Linked DNA regions of Zea mays: region 1 is linked to region 2. Evidence: chromatin contacts called from public Hi-C data. All regions are on one chromosome and are shown on one strand. Each heading gives the region's core, a stretch centred on a gene start, on an enhancer-like site or on the middle of the called end of the contact. The rest is flanking DNA. Distances are from core to core; before and after follow the strand shown.

Region 1 (6,123 bases), core at 3,398-5,897, 810 kb after region 2:
TGTCGGCGCCGGCCATCGCGATCTGTGTGTGGTACGTTTGGTGAGCAAGATTGGGGTGGCAGCTGGTGTATATATATGCACGACGAGAGGGTCAAAGGGTAGAAGACTTGAACGGATCAACATCATATTATCGGACACTAGAGGCCTCGGAGTCGGACTAGAGCATGCATGCATGCATGCGCTCCATGCATGGCGGTGCGCAGGTAGGCTGCATGCTGCTATCTGATACGGACTATCACGTGTATAGGTTTCATTATTATTTTATTTTTTTCATCCATAAAATAACCATGCAAATTTTATAAGGAAATAAAAGTGCTCCGACGATTCTCGAATAATCAAACAAAACCATTATACCAATAGGAAGCGCAGAACAGATGAATTTATAGAAACAACTTGCTCAGTCGAAACGCCGAGAAGTCCCAGATTAAAATTATCGCCAAGGCCCTAGATCATCTCATCGTCATTTATTCTTCCTTCAACTGTTAGCTTGAATCTTGCTTATCCGTATCTTGATTATTCTTTCATTTTTGTTTCTCACGCGCCACAGCGCTAGCATGCACCCCGCCCCTCTTGGTCCGATGAGATCTATTGATCAACGAAGTAACCGCTAGCGGTTAGTTAGTTAATTACCTGCTTGATTTATATTCATCCTCGCTTCTTGTTCTGAATTTGTTTTTTGTGCTGACAGTTGATGAGAAATTTACACGGTACTGATCAGTAATCCCCAGATCAGGCAACAAATACGTGCACGTACTGTCAGTAGAGCTGCAAGTGTAAGTAATAATTAACAATAATGTAAAATACGTGCGTAAAATAAGTGCACTTCATGGTCGACAACAAACTTTTCCCTAGCTAGCACTAGCAGCTATAAGTACGTAGCAAGAGCCCAACAGCTCGTACTCGTACACGGTGCCATCCAGTGGCGGACCCAGGATTTTATGGCAGCCTAGGCTGTGAGCCAGTGTTTTATGGCAGCCTAGGCTGTGAGCCAGTGCTGCGGTGCAGGCCTGCGGTAGCCTGAGCTTTGCATCTTTTTTTGAACTGGAGTCAAATACATGCTCCATACAGACGCGCGAGGCAGCCCAGGCCGTGGCCTGTGGTGCCTGTGTACTGCGTCCGCCTCTGGTGCCATCGATTTCTTCTCCTTGATGCCAATCGTGTTTTCATGATATCCAGTACTTACTCTCTGAGTAACTGCTTTCTTTTGCCAATATCAACTTGGGTTCTATATATGATAATATTTGGTTCTACTAATGACAAATAACCGACCAACTAAAAGCAATTGTTTTGAGCTTAACTCTATATACAGCTAGTCCACTTCGGACAAACGAGACATTTGCTGAGTACGTTGATGTGTACTTACCCTTACTTAAACAGCAAACAACAGGTTGTTCGTATTGCAACCATGGCTAAGGATAAGATGAAGACAACACGAAGGATTTCCAAGAGTTTCAGGACCTCCAGGAGTTCTAAACTAGATTAGCGCTAAACCCTCAATCAGTTGCATGTGAAGGCCTTATCTTACTATGTTTCGTTTAACACTTTGATTTCTATTTAAGTTATTAATGACTATATAGATGTTTCAAACAGTGGTGGAGCTTTCGGTATGGCCAAGTATGGCTTTCGCCATACCTTGGATTCGGAAGTCCCATCTCCGCCGCATCTGCTTAATCGTCTGGACGACTCTCTGCTTCTTTTGCCGCCCCTCGGTTGTTCAGCTCTGCAACACCATGTTTGCGGCGTGCCTCCGTTCCGTCCGAACGTCCTGAGCGACACGTTGACCCCTGACGTGTCCCATCGACCGTAGTCTGTTGAGCGTAGCCAGCAGACAAACGACCTTCACTTTGTGGTCCGCAGTTCCGCGCGATAGGACCAGGCCACGGCGTCACCGCCACTGGATGCCGCCGCCCACGTCTGGGATCTCAACCGCTTGTGTGTGCCCTTCTGCAACATAGTCGACGGGAACTCCATGATCTTCGTCGGATGCTCCATGCCAGGAGGTCGCCGACACAATCACCAGAGGGAACCTGTGCACCAGAACCATCCTGCTAGCATGCGCGTGCACGTGTGTGATGCTCAGAGGGTGTTCGATCAAATGGCATTTAGAATGTCGTGGCGTCAAATGCCATCGTTACCTGCTTCGCGCAAGCTGTTCAGTGCAATATCGATCAAGAATGTCTCAACACAACGGTCCTGGTTTTTTGGGCAGTGATGGTTTATGGGTATATTCTGATGAGTGGTGTGGCAAGGCTTGTGACATATTCTAGCCATGCCTAAATTTTTGTGCGTCCTCCGCCACTGGTTTCGGACATCATGATGTAATAAATTAAAGTAATACTTCTTTACGCTATTATTTGAACACTGTGTGATTATGTATAGTTATGTAATCGATGTGTACGTGAATTTCTAATCATGTCAGATAATTGGTTCGCATTCGGTTTACCTTTTAAAACCAGGTGTGACATGACATCTATTTTACACCGCGTATATAAATAGAGAGAGGCTGCCATGGGCATACCGACGTTAAGAGGACTTAGAGGAGTGAGGGCACAGGCCCCCACTCAATTTTGTTGATTTAGTGTAAGTTTTACCTTATTTACTATAATCACTAGTCTTATTTTGTAATTAATTATTCATTTAGACCCCACTCAAAAATAGGTCCCACTCAAATTTTTGTCTAGTTCCGCCCCTGGCCTGGGCGCCTGGCGCATGAAACAATATTCGTTGGTAGCCTCAGCCTATATAGCTACCGTACACCTCTAGAGAAACATTTTGTCTCTACTGTGTTTTCTTTAGTGACACATATTTAAATCAAGACCGCTGTCAGAGAGGAAATCTCCAACCGAGTGGTGGAGTACACCCGCCCTAAATCCTAAGATGAGGAGGGGCTTAGGCGTTTCGCTTGATCGTTGGAGTGAAGGGGAAGAACTCAAGAACACACAAGGGTTTAGAGTGGTTCGGGCCGCCGGAGCGTAATACCCTACTCCACTGTGAGTTGTATTGCTTGAGAGCTTGTATGAGCTAGCGAGTCTAAGATTGCGTGTGTGTAACGTCGCATGCCTCCCCTTTTATAGCCGAAGGGGGACATGTACAAAGAGACCCTGAACCCCGACATGCGGGCCCAGAGACATAAGGGTGGAATACCCGGAGCAATTAGTGTTGGTCACCTTGCGCTATCTCACTGTGCCCTGACATCCACTGCCTAAGTAGAATTGGCGTGCTGCCAAAGGTTCCTCGGTATCGACCAAGTTATGATGACCACTGCACGCATGCAGCGGTGTGGGCGTACTGCCTGCTGCTTTGATTGGACAGGTATGCCGCCCGGTCTGGTCGATGCCTGCCATCAGAGTGGACGGGGCACATTAAATGCCGAGTCGGCACTTCGCCTATGAGCAGGGCGGCCAGGCGGCGTGCGATCTCCCGCAATAAATGCAGAGATCGCATGGCCCCGAAACCTTACGTCAGGCCTTGCTCTCCGGCTTCCGTCACGGGCCGCAGGCCACGTGGCAGCATCGGGTTTCCGCCCAGGCGGGGAGAGTAGGCGCGCCTGGCAAGATCCCGACAAGTGTCTGTGCCGGACCCCTGTACGCCCCTGACTTAAGCCAGGGTATTCCTCGTCCCGAGATCTCGTTGTGGACGGTCCGGACCTCACCTAGAGGGGTCCGGGTTCCGTCTTAGGGGAACACTGAGATCCCAATTAGGTGTGTTGGGGTCCGGCATTATCTCACGGGGGTCCGAATCCTGGTGGCCTCGGAGATTGCCCCCGTGGAGGGGTGAACCGCGCCTCCTTACTATAGTAAGGGGTACCCCTGTTCCAGGGTACCGACAACCGCTATTATAAATACATTAATGACGTGTATATATAACCACATCACTGACTTCAGACATCTTTTCTACTCTAATCTATTCAATTTCATGTATTTAAATCAAAGTCGCTAATACATATATATTGGTGACATGTATATATAAACACGTCACTAGCTTCAACCTTCACGGCCCATTTAAAAACCGAAATTTTCAAACCTGCTCAGATGGAAATATCACCAAAATTGAGTTGTACATTTTAAAAAGTTACGAAACTTTGAAGTTGATAAGCTTTTGATTTGAAATCATCTTGTCATAAAAATATGTTTGAAGTTTTCAAATTTGGAAACAAAAAATTTGTAAATTACCTTGGATGATGCTAATTTAGTGTCTTTAAGAATCAATTTACACTCAGTTTGTTATAATACGCGGAAAAGAAAAACGTAATATAGACAGTGGTCATATGCATGAGGAGACGTCTTGAGTCGATTCTTCAGCAACTCATGCTAGGGACGATTGTTTGATCATGCATGTCGGCGTGTGATGAAACCCTGCTTGGATTACAAGTCATTGTGTATAGCCTAAACCTGTGAGTTTCAACATAGAGCTAGCAATTGGTAGAAAACAGCACACTGCTAACATTTTGGAAGTAGGTAACCTAGCTAGCTACTCTACCGGGTCAGCATGCAAACGCGGCACTTTCCAACCATCTCTACCAAAGACAGTAGAACAAACTCACCCACCCACTCATATCATCTCACACGTACCTGCAAGCAATGCAAGGCAAGCATCATCATATATGCATATATATATTACCAATACATACCTTCATCGATCGAGCTAGGTTACTAAACCAGCTTTTGGCCGCGGCAGGCATGGCAGCGAAGGCTGCCGCCGCCGTCACCACCATCGCCCACGTTGTCGTCGACGAGGACGAGCTGTTCGAGCTCGACATCGCACTCCTGGACGGCCGCGACCACGACCACCGCCGCGGCGGCGGCGGCCGCCGTAGTAGTCCTGCTGCCGGTGCCGACGCCGACGCCGACGCGGGGCACGCCCTGCTGGCTAACTGCCTGCTGCCGCTGCGGTCGGTGAGCAACGCGGTGCCGGTGGTGGCGACGAGCGGCAGGCTGTCGTCGTCCCCCTTCTTCGGTCACTACAGCTCCAGCTCCAGGAGGCTCTTCACGCCACGCAGCAGCAGGAGGTTCCTTTTCCTTGGACGGTCCGCTGGGAGTTCTTCGGCGAGGCTTTGCTTCTCGAGCAGGGGCTTCGAAGCCATGGGGAGCTACTTCCAGAGGTACTGACCGAGTTGTGAGAGAGACGTCGATGGATCGGGAAACAGCCTATACACACTAAACTCTATGTGTAATTTTCATTTGATATAGTTTTTTTTTAAAATTTTTTTGCTCAAATCGCACTGACTGGTTCAGTAGTCATCTCGCCGTCTCCTTGCATCATCGCCAACGAAATATTGCGTGTAACAGCTAGCTATATATTAAGCATTTAAGGTGCAGCATATAATTGTAACTGGTAACGTTAAATCATGTTTATTTAAGCATAACAATAATGAGATTCAAGGCTAAAAACTGATATCAGTCTATTTAAACTTATAACCGCTATCACTCGAGTGTCAACCATTACCATTATCATTTACGTTAAACCAAACAACACCTAAGCTATATATAATATTGAAAATCTTCCCATATCATAAACATCTTATTAGAGCTAGCTTGAGAACCTTATTTTCACAGAGGTTCCCAAGCTAGCCCTTATTCAAAGATGTCTTTGTCTCTTTTACGTTGAGAATTCTTTGCAGATGGAAGTTATGATATATTTAAGTTTAGATATTTATGTGTTTTTAAACGTTGTATAATAGTTTTTCTCCAGTTGCAACACAATTATCATATTTTACTTTACTAGTAACTAAAAGATAAAAATGAGAGAAAGAAAGAAAGATAGAAAAAATGATTTGCAAATGAAAATCCGTACGTGCCAAGAAAAGAAGGCCCGGTGCGGTTGCGCTCTCCTGGGCCGCCGGAGAACATGGACTGGGCTACGGCCCGTCCGCTGCATGGTCTCCCTTCCGAGTTCCGTCCACGGTTCACCCCGCAACCCGCGTGGCCGCGTTCGATCTGTCTCTGACGAGCGACGACTCCGCCGTCCCCGTGCTAGGTGCCGAGGCATTCTTCGGTCTCTCTGTCGGCGACGAGCACCCACCAGCAGGTATTCCCACCCACGTCTCCCCTTCCTGTTGTGTGAAACCGAGCATCCAAACCCTAACCTTGTTTTGCTATTTGATGCAATGATGCCTACTAGGCT
Region 2 (5,608 bases), core at 2,768-5,267:
AGTGAAACAGCCTCTGGTGGATGGAAGGAAAAAACAGATTCCACACCAGAGAATTGGGCACCAATGTAAACACAAGGGTGATCAGAATTCTTATAAATCATTGTTTTCAGAACATGATGGAGTGGACGATCCCTTGCCTTGGCTATACAAATGTGAAGCGTTCATCCTATCTCAGATAACACCAGAAAAAAGACAAGATGCTATTAACATCCTTCCACTTGACAGGTCGAGCCTTGACATGGTTTATGTGCTTAGAAACGGATGAGAGCACAAAATGATGGCCCAATGTTTTCTCTATCATCGACAAACGTTCGGACCTCTGACAGGAAAGAACTCGCTGGGATGTTTATCAGAAACTCAAGGGTCCAAACGACCCGGGAGTGATGGACCCAGAGGCCCAGAGAAAGGCCAGGACTGGTCGAGCACAGGAGGCGGGCTGCTGTCGCCTTCCCGTACCTTGTCCTCCTACCCCCTTCCCCTACAACCTACACAACCTATCTCCCACCAATAGAACCATCACACTTGGAGGCAGCAATCTCCTTGTCACAGAAGTATGCAAGGCGCCATAAGCTTGACACCATGCCACCATGGTTACTGCCTCAGGAGACACACAGACTCAGGTTTCGCTACATGTTGCAACAAGAATCAGTACTAGCCAAACTATAAACTGGAAATCTGTGTGAATGGGCACTCCCTGTTGGCATTATTGAACTGGATCTACACACAATTACATCAACGCAAATACCTCAATAGATCTACTGCTCCAGACAATACCAGCACCAGGGTACTAAATGGGAATCAAATATCCAACGTCAGATCATGCCACAACTTACAAATATCAATTGGGCCAGAGCAATTCGCTATTGACTGTTATAGTATACCACTTGGTCACTTGGATGATATGATATCATACTGGGAGTAAACTGGGTAAGTTCTCTAGGGCCAATCATTTGGGATTTCACAAACTCAACAACGAAATTCTGGAGACATGGGAGGCCAATATTCTGGATAGGATGTGATTAACCTGACCATCCTACTTCCTACTGGATAGTATCAACAACAAAGGGATGCTGAACTCAACCCCATTACTGCATTTCAAGGACGAACTGCTTCACTAGGCAGGGAGAGGTGTAATGGTCAGCAAAACATATTACTGCAAGAGGGGAAATAGAAGGGGAGGGATGTATTGGTTCTGAAAGAACACAAGTGAGCCTTCAGCGGCCTCGCCATCTACACCACGTAGAACCCATGGAAAGAGCGCAACCGCAGGATAGTCCACAGCCCTCCAAGTTGCAGAAAGGATAAAAGAAAACATGGATCTTCGTAAAAGGGCACATTGTTTGCAACCTACGGTACCCAAAGGACACTTTAGTTTTTCAATTAGTGGTGTCTCAAAATCATCCCAGCATGCTTGGAGCTGGCTTTCTGTTGGGCGGTTGGGCCATTGCCCACCCTGTACTTAAAATTCTTTTCTTAATTGAAAGGAAGAGCTCTTGCCATTTGCAATAACAAAAACTTGGGCCCTGTGTCAAGATTTAGGTTTAGTAAATTTGAGTTTAATTGGATTGGATTCTCCCATCTATAAAGAATAAATAGAGGAGTTTATGAATGAGAAATTGAGCATAATTTGGGTAATTCGCCTCTGCATTCTTGCCCCTCATTTCCCTTACTGTTCAGACATGCAACACACCACTGTCTTCTCTCTTATCGTAGCCGCCACCCCCCCTCCTCCCGCCCCCTCTCGGGTAGAGTTAAGTTAACCACGGTCGACCCCTCTCCAGTCCAAGCAGGTGACAACTGACAATCACTAGTCGCTTTTATGCTTCTAAGCTTGACCTCTGTCTAAGCACCCTAGTTTTGTTGAGTTCATTGTTTCGGCTCACTCATAGAAGTTTTTTCTGCAAGAGGCCTTGTACAGATCTTTGCCCATCTGGGCTACCCATCTTTTTAATACAACTGGCAGCTCTCCTGCGACATTCGTTTAAAAATAAGAACAAAAGGGAGGAGCACACAATAGACAACTCAATTCTGAAACATACTAAAACCGAACATCTAATCTAACATGCGAGGGTTGGAAAATCGCTCGTATGTTTATAAAGCACTATGAGCTAGCTGCTAGCAAATATCCAAAATATCAGCAAGGATGTTTGGGCATTCGCTTGTTTGTGTTATAGCTGATATTGGCAATGTTAGTGCACCCGTAAGCTTGATTGATCAGGTGGGTGCTTGGCTTACTAGGTTTGTAACTTGTAAGAACATGTATTGGATCCTAAGAGAGTTGAGTCACTATCCTTATTCCGGTTAGTTCAGCAGCCCTAGGCTGTCTCCAACAGACCGTACATATGGTCGTGCAAAATATTGTTTTGTAATGTATATTACATTGTTTTCAGAGTAGAGTTTGAAATATGAGGTAAGGTATAATATGTGATAGAAAGGCTGTTGAAGACAACATTACTGAGTTTGCTGTGGACTTATGACTAAACAATCAACGATTGCTTATCTCAGGGGTTAACATAACAATCTATAAATTATAAAGTCAGAAACTGTTACAGACTTCTGAATTCTTTTTCTTAAATATTTCCTAAACCCCCGTTTGTTTCCCTTTATTTTGAGGAATTGGAATCTAACTAATTGAGTAGCCTATTTTTTTAAGAATGAGACGTTCCACCACTTTCCAAAGTTTATACATAAGCCTATCTTAAATTCATGGGGTGACAGATAGAAATTGATTGTATAGATTTACATGCTAATTTTCTAATATACAACTTATAGCACACTCTTCTACTTACTTGTCTATAGCATAAGTGTAATGTATAATTATCTCTCTCATATAATTTAGGATAATATACAAATATATTAACTTAAGTAGTTTATGTCTAAATTATAATTATTAGAATGGAATTCAATTGCAACGAAACAAACGCCTAAGGGTTATCTGTTTGATCATCTGTTTCACATTTGAATCCAGACAGTAATGTTAAAACCCAAAGTCAAACGTAGTCCAGCAAAAGGGGGCCAAAGTCAACGAAAGTATGAGATTTGCCGATTAAAAAACCCATAACATTCAGCATTTTCAGGCGAGAGTGTTGATTCTGCAGACACCATCAAACAGACTAGGATTGATGTCTCCGTCAAGTACTAGCACATTGGCCATTAACAATTTGAGTTGTTGAATGCATACCTTCCAGAGCAACGCACACCAAGCGGGTCGTCGTTGTTGCCTGTGATCCTCCACTGTGATCGGCAGGTCCACCGCCACACGGTCACTGCCACTCACCATCTCCAGGTCAGCTGCCGCGGCGCTGACCGCCTTCTTCCCGTCCGCGCTCCCCAAATCCATGTAGAAGACTAGCCCCACGAAGAAGGCATAGAAGAGCACGAACCCGACGGCCTGCCAGAGGAAGATCTCGGCGCTGAGGTAGACGTAGAACAGCGCGGACGCGGCGAGGAGGTAGAAGAAGACGTCGCGCGCGAACGACGGCGGCGGGACGGCGAAGGGTGCGGCGACGAGCGCGACGGCCCCGACGACGAAAGCGGAGACGAAGGCGCCCGCGGAGAGCACGGCGGCGAGCCCGGCCCTGGGCATGCCCCGGGGCCCCCCGAGCGCCGCGGCGGACGCGAACGCGTCGGGCGCGCCGTTGCCGAGAGCGAGAAGCGTGACGGCTGCCATCGACGGCGACAGCCGCAGGCGCGCGGCGAGGCGGGACACCGCCGGGGTGAAGCGCGCCGAGGCCGCGGCGGCGAGGAGGCGGAAGTGGAGGAGGAGGAGCAGCGCGAGGAGCGGGAGGGAGCGCCGCGCGTCGCCGCGGAGCAGGCACGCGTGGATGGCGGCGTAGTCGAGGAGCGCCGGCGGGCGGGCCAGCGCGGAGGAGATGGCGCAGGTGGCCCCCGGGGTGGCCATGCCATGCGCCGTTCCGGAATGCCGCGCGCGAGGAGAGGGAATCTGGCGGAGGGAGGGGGGAGGGACGGTGAGGGATGGCAGCCAGCTAGCGGGCAGCCAGAGTGATGAGTGGGAGCGGCACGGACGCCGATAGGACACACGCAGCCCACGGGCGGGCGGAGTGGACGCCTGCCGACCTCGGCGGCGGCGGCGGGTCCCGCGCAGGTCCTAGCGCAATTAAGGTATGTGGGGCCCTTTTTAGTTTGACGGAAGCTGGAACCGTCTGGCCCAGGAGCGGCTGGTCTGGTTGCACCTTGGGCCCGTTTGGGCCGGAAGGTAATGGCGTCCCGAGGCCGTTGGATCGGGCCACTTTGCCTATTTCTCTGGTAGTATAACAACAATGACGTCTTGGTCCTGTCATTATTTTAGATATGATGTTTCCTTTTTTACGTTTTATCTCAACAAAAGAGCGAGTTTGTTTGTGCAGTTTTATGTAAATTTAGATCATGATCCATTATCATTCCTAGATGTATATCATCCGGTTAGGATTATAGTTACCCCAAACACTAAGGTTCTGTTTGATTCTAATTAGTTATAGGACTAAACTTTAGTCTCTATCTGTTTTGGTTATCAGGACTAAATATTAAATGTAGTGCCTAAAGACTCGAATAGCCCTATAATATATCGCAGCATCCTGCCAACTGAAGCAGCGGACGTGAGGCAAGGATAAGGATAGCAAAGGAAAAAAAAGTCTAGTTTAGGTCTAGTTTGGTTTAAGGGATTAAATCCTTCATTTTAGTCTCATTTAGTTCCTAAAATAACAAATAGTAGACTAAAAATGATTCCCTCCATTTTAGTCTCGTTTAGTTCCTAAATTACCAAATAGTGTGACTAAAACAAAGACTAAACTGTTTTAGTCTCTAGTCCCTCGATAGGTGATTAAAATAGACTAAACCATATTTTTTGTTCATTCTTTATTTCAATTATTCTAATGGCGAAAAAATGCTAAGTGATATTTTAGTCATCTTATGATTTATTTAATGCGTTTTGAGTACTTTTAGTCTACAGAAACAAACAGGGTAGTGACTAAACTTAGTCTCCTAACTAAATTTTAGTCCCTCGACTAAAGGAACTAAATGGACCCTTAGTCCTCTTTAGCCACTACTTGAGGGACCTTAAGTCCTTGTGTTTAGTAAATTAGGGACTAAAAGAGACTAAGGGCCCGTTTGGTTATTTTAGTTCAGATACTAAAGTTTAGTTTGAAGACTAAAGTTTAGTCCATATCCTGTTTGGTTATAGAGACTAAAAATATTCAAAACGTATTAAATAAATTATAAGAGGACCAAAATACTCTTAAGCATTTTCTCGCTATTAGTGAAACTGAAATAAAGGAGGGGTAAAAGGTAGGATTTATATGATTTAGTCCATTTTAGTCACCACTTAGGGGACTAGAGAGTATAGACTAAAATAGATTAGTCTCTATTTTAGTTCTACCGTTTGATAATTTAGAGACTAAGGGCCTAAAACAAAGGCAAATAGAACCACAATGAGTAGTAGAGTACTTTCCTTTTTTTTCTCGTTTCGTTTCTTCGTTGGAGTGCTCTTTTTGGAAGAGAATGAAAAATGAGACGACTGGCCTCGCATTGCCGGCACGGCCGCATTCATAGCCCACCCACACGGCCATACCCACTGCCGATGGCGAAAAGAAAGAGAAAGGGTCGTTGTCCA

Evidence for each region. A called contact is a pair of places that touch in the nucleus more often than the background predicts.
Region 1: a contact with region 2 is called in a Hi-C map of tassel, with 2.4 times the contacts expected there. The contact joins the promoter of LOC100275856 here to the promoter of LOC100272741 in region 2. A contact is called at or near these places in 2 of 25 Hi-C or Micro-C datasets (ear and tassel).

The regions. Positions count from the first base shown.
Region 1 is chr10:5,023,954-5,030,076 of Zm-B73-REFERENCE-NAM-5.0, forward strand. It overlaps LOC100275856, which reads left to right and starts at 4,648. Exons shown (of 1, transcript NM_001371519.1): 1 at 4,648-5,240. The coding sequence starts at 4,680. The coding sequence ends at 5,108.
Region 2 is chr10:4,216,790-4,222,397 of Zm-B73-REFERENCE-NAM-5.0, forward strand. It overlaps LOC100272741 (Cation/calcium exchanger 5), which reads right to left and starts at 4,018. Exons shown (of 2, transcript NM_001147194.1): 1 at 3,182-4,018. The coding sequence starts at 3,901.